Linked DNA regions of Triticum aestivum: region 1 is linked to region 2. Evidence: chromatin contacts called from public Hi-C data. All regions are on one chromosome and are shown on one strand. The core of a region is the stretch at or near the end of the contact, and the rest is flanking DNA. Distances in the headings are between cores, read along the strand shown. Region 1 holds the start of LOC123190169. Region 2 holds the start of LOC123190168 (protein argonaute 2).

Region 1 (2,727 bases), core at 158-2,657, 260 kb after region 2:
AGTTATAGATCAAGCGTATTGAATTGATTGATTTGAATACAAAACACTATATTATCCTTTTTGAATCAAGGGGTACCTTCTAATCGTGTGTACCAAAGCAAAGTTTGATAATTATTTAATTTCCTAAAATCATATTGAACAAGATCCAACTTGGTTTTTACCCCTCCAAAATCTAAATGGTTCTCAATCCCCTTTTATAATTAGAGAATCTGATAAGTAGATGGAAAGATGCTTCAGAATACATGAGGTGATAGAGTTGGGGTTCAGTTAGAATGCCACATGATCCAATACTCACTACGTCGTGAATTACATGTCACGCAAATGATAAAATTGACTTTATCTAAAACTAAAATACATGTAGATACATCCATTTCCATGTCAAGTAATTCCAGACAGAGGGAGCAGATGATAACGTTTGGTTGGATGGAGCATATCAAACGGCTAATATTTAAAGTTATTGGCACGCTGTTTGGTTGGATGGAGCATATCAAACGGCTAATATTTAAAGTTATTGGCACGCTATATGGCGGTATAGACATAGTAGATGTGTCGAATATATGCATACGTGTAGAGCTGACCAGATTCTCTTTACAGCCATTTGGAATCCCAGTTGAGTATATGAAACCACGTGCCCTTCTGCATCATTCTAGAGGCATGAAGCGTGTCCACAAAGCAGAGTACTACTTGTACATTATACTACTTATGCTTTTATGTGCTAGTATAATAGCACGTCACTACACATCCAGAACTTCCTAGACATACTGAATGAAACTGGACGACGGATAACAGTGTTGGCTACACATCGAGTGGACACTTTCACCAAGGAAAGTTATGTCCAGCTACAGGTCTTATATATATTGCAAAACAAAACCATTAGGAAACTCAAAGTCTTGAACGGTGAGGATGATACACGTTAACATACGGAGGGGAGTTCTACTTTTACATACCTCGGAGTAGATGTGGTCCGCCTGCGCCGACGACCCCCTGGCCGGCAGCCCGATGGCGGCGCCGATGTCCGCGACGGCGGGCTGGAGCTCCCTCAGCGACAGCCTCCCGTCGCCGTCGGCGTCAAGGTGCCGGAACTTGTTCTCCACGAACTTGGCGAACGCCCCCTCGTTCTCCACCAGCTCGCGGATGTCCGACCCGTCCAGCACCTGCGCGTTCTTCCTCCTCGCTTGCTGCTGGCCGCTCTGCATCGTGTCAACCTCCTCCTTTTATATCACGATGAGAAGATGAAGAAGCTCCAAGTTGCAGCAATGGCGGCAGGTCCCTCGTGAGCACGACGCTGATGGGTGTGTCTCAGGATTAAGGTGGTCACAGGCTAAAGTAAAACTACTAGTACTTGTTTCTAGCCTTTTGCGTGTGAGACTGTGAGTGACGATGGCGGCGGATCGGCTTGCCCTGTAGTTGGTTGGTCTTGTATTTTATAGGCCCGTGATGCCTGACTAGCTCGGGTTGTTGGACGGATAAGAGGGTTGTGCAACGTCGCCCGATGGGAATGAAAGGCGGGGGGCACGTGTGAGGACGCGCGGCGACACATGGCGGCGTGTACCCTTTTTTTATGCTTTTGCCGTCGCTTCTGGCTGGTCGGTGCTTGTCCTCTACGACTTGCGTACCTTTAAAAAAGAGAAATGATTGCGAGTGAAGTGTATCATATGTTCTTGAACTATTTCATAAACGTCACGTATGTTCTTGCACCACGAAATTTATTATTCAGGTTTTCAAAATGCAATATGCATGTTATTCGGTCTCCCAACTATTCTAAAGATGCCACATAGGTCCTTAAACTATTTTGAAGGTGTCACATATACACACACTTGATACACTTCAATGATTTTGGAAGACCTAGATGACACTTTGCACAGTTTGAAGACCTGCATGACATCTTTAAAATAATTCGAGGACTTAGGATGCACTTCGAAATAGTTTTTTTTTCTTTTTTCTTAGAGAAATAGGGAGTTTATGAGAGTGGCGTTTTGGCACATTGGAGCGCGCGCTCTTGGTTTTTCAAATATGTTTTAAACATATTTTAAAATATTAAAATATTCAAACAAAAACTTGGCGCGTATGATATTGTACATGCTCACAAGTCGTTTTGTGAGAAACCGACAACTTATGTACCGCGTGTGAAAAGGACAAAATCCAGTGTTAAAAAATGTTTTCACGAGACATTCTTTTGTCTTTTTTACACAAGGCATAAAAAATGTCGGCTTCTTCGAAACTTGACGTGCACACATATAATGTCGAGTTGTACGTGCCAAATTTTTATTTGAAATATTTTTTCCGCGTGCAGGAGCGCGCGCTCTTGGGAGCACCAACGAATTCCCGGGAATTTATTCTTTAGGTAATAGGGTTAGAGAGTTCCTTGATATAAGGTGGACCTATTTGAAGCCAAGCAGCAGTACGTGATTTAATATAACTATAATTAGCCAGGCAATCTGCTATCCTATTTTGATATCCAGTGAGCTTTTAAGGAATAAACTTCGGTCCTTCTTCAAAGAATCCGACTGAACAAGTACTGGTTGCTTTGTATGCTGATAGACCTAAGGCCATACCTTGCATCATACTTCCTCACGTTCCTAAATACTTGTTTTTCTATGCATTTCAATAAGTGACTACATACGAAGCAAAATGAGTGAATTTACACTCTAAAATATGTCTACATACATAGTATGTAGTAGTCTTGCCTAGAAAAACAAATATTTAGGAACGGAGGGAGTACTATGT
Region 2 (2,718 bases), core at 184-2,683:
TTTTTCCCAAGTCAACATAGGAAAAATTGCTAATCATTCAGAAATTTGGGTAAAATTAAACAGTGTCTGAATCTTCTCAAACTGCAAGCTGGCAAACAAAATAAGGCTACCTGAAATCCTAGTTTTCCCCTTTTCACAAGTGCTCTGTATCCTCTGAAACAAATAACTCTCATGTGGAAACAGTGGAATAAAAATTGCAAATGATTCAAAATTAGTAATTTATGTGTGTGCCTAAACAAGGCATTGCCACAAATTCCTCTCGCTTGTTTTGCATAACACGATAGTAACAATCTAATCATCCTAAAATTAAATGCTTCCTCCAGATACAAACTTGATATAATCACTAACAGGTAGGAGTATGAGCCAAGATCTAGTGGAGATTATCATACAGATAGATCTCATCTATAATTATTTGTTCAATCCATACCGAACTCAAAATTATATGAAACCTAAGCTAACTCGAGGAAGATGATATTACGATATAATCACACAATGCTACGATGGTACGAAAATTAATCTAGCATCTCAAGGACGAAGAATAGTGCACAAATCTGCAAGGGCCGAACAAAATAGATCGCACCCCCATCATTCTAGTCAACGATGAGAAGTTCCCTGCTATACCATCGACACAGAGGCGATAAGGAACGCCTTGATCAATCGCACAAACAAGTGGAACCATACCGTATAGACTCAATTCACCGTCACAAATCCCTAGATTACTTGACAAACCGTCAAGGTATTGAACATTGCTTAGGAACAGAGTATGCTAAGTTAAGCAGGACAGGGGAAGTGCTTACCGACGGATCCAGATGAGCGCCCCGCCTCCTCGGACTCAACCCTCCTCGCCGCAGACGCTGGCGCCGGCGCCCTCACCGGAACGTATTCCCCGGGTCCTCCGGCGGGCCCTCTCCCAGGCTGCGCCCACGCGTTCCCACCACGCCCACCGCCGGGGCCGTACCCACGCCCACCGCCGCCAGGACCACGCCCTCCCGGCCCGCCTCCGCCGTAGTCGCCTCCGCGGCCCTCGCCGCCTCCCTGAGGACCATAGCCTCGTCCGCGGCCCTCGCCGCCCCCGCGAGGAGCGTACCCTCCGCCGCGAGGCGCGTAGCCGCCCCCGCGGCCCTCCATGCCCCCTTGGGGCGCGTAGCCTCCGCCTCCTCCGTATCCTCCACCGCTTCCCTGAGCGCCCCGGCCTTGACCGCCTCCTCCGTAGCCTCCGCCGCCTCCTTGAGGCCCGTACCCACCGGGCGCCCCGCCACGCCCGCCGACGCCGCCGCGAGATCTCCCGCGGCCGCGGCCAGCGCCGCCGCCTTGCTCGTAATCCATCCCCACGCTAAACCCTAACGGCGAGACAGTCTCTAGATCAAATGGCTAAGGAAAGTTTTGGATCAAAATTTTCTCTGATGCTTCGGCTCGAAGCAGAGGAATGGCAGTTCCCCGTTGGAGCGGTTTATACTAGGAGGGGAGTCGTGGGGTTCGTGAGCGCGAGAGCCGGGGCGGGCAGTTCCAATTCTACCCCCTGACGGTTTCGTGGATAAGGAGTTGGAGCGGGTAAAGCCGGCGGTGTGCGCAGGGGTATAACGGGAAACATCAGTCAATGCAAGTCAGGCCGGCGCGTGCCACGAAGCTGCCGGGCGACGCGTGGGGTCGTGGTCTCGGTCGTCTGCCTTTTTTCTTTTTCTTTCCGCTTATTAGATCTCGCTTTTGCAGTTCAGTGCCTACGCTTTGTGGCCAAATTTCGTGTTTTGACCTTTTTGTCAAAAATAAGCGAGATCTGACCCATATTCGAAATCTTTTGGAATTTGACCCTTTTATCTACCGCCAATGATCAAGGCGATAGGCAAATGCAGGCTACCACCACAGGGAGAGAGCGGCGGTAGCCCACTCATCCACGTCAGCCTCAAGTAGACGGAACAGTATCCTGCCCCCCCCCCTACCACCAGAGCCCACGGCGGTAGGCTATGTAACCCTACCGCTGTAGACTCTGGCGGTAGGTGCTGAAACCTTATAAGCCCGCGAGGCCGGCTCGTGGGGCCCGCCCACCAACCAGCCCCCATCTTCTTCTCCTCAGCCGCGCGACGCCGCAAGAACAGAGAGCACAAGCTCTCTCTAGTCCCCTCCACTCCCCCCCTCCGATCTTCTTTGTTTTGCCACCATTTTTGCGGATCGAGATGGCTCCGAAACGGGAAAAGTAAGCTCTCTCAATCCCTCCAATTAGTTCTACTCGAAACGCTTTCGATTCGATGCATTATTTGGTGCAAATAAACCCTATTTTCTTACTTTGTGTCTATCCTAGGATTGCTTAGGTTGATTCTATATGATGTATATGGTTGAATATGAACTCTAATAACTAGTTGTGGAAATTATATGTAGTTTTGATATGAACCCTAGTTCATCACGAAGGTAGTTGGAGATTAAAATTATTTTTGAACAAATGGTCATATGATTGATGTTGGAGGGATTGTAAGTAGTTGCCTACATATGATTGAATTATGTATATGCATTTTTTTGAACAAATGGTCATATGATGGATTTTGGTGAATAGTGTATATGCAATTTTCTTATAAATATTGAATAAACAAGTGCATGAGTGATGGTGGAATGTTGTTGAATGAATTATGTTGGTTGAATATGATTCATTTACATTGATCATTTATATTGGTTGAACATATGATAAATAATGAATGTTGGTTGAATATGATTCATTTATATTTGGAC

What was found. Hi-C and Micro-C count contacts between places; a contact is called where the count stands out from the background.
Region 1: a contact with region 2 is called in a Hi-C map of leaf, with 7 times the contacts expected there. The contact joins the promoter of LOC123190169 here to the promoter of LOC123190168 in region 2. A contact is called at or near these places in 2 of 5 Hi-C or Micro-C datasets (both in leaf).

Annotation. Positions count from the first base shown.
Region 1 is chr2A:679,754,011-679,756,737 of IWGSC CS RefSeq v2.1, forward strand. It overlaps LOC123190169, which reads right to left and starts at 1,408. Exons shown (of 5, transcript XM_044602764.1): 1 at 948-1,408. The coding sequence starts at 1,196.
Region 2 is chr2A:679,492,190-679,494,907 of IWGSC CS RefSeq v2.1, forward strand. LOC123190168 (protein argonaute 2) reads right to left here and starts at 1,434. Exons shown (of 3, transcript XM_044602763.1): 1 at 798-1,434. The coding sequence starts at 1,326.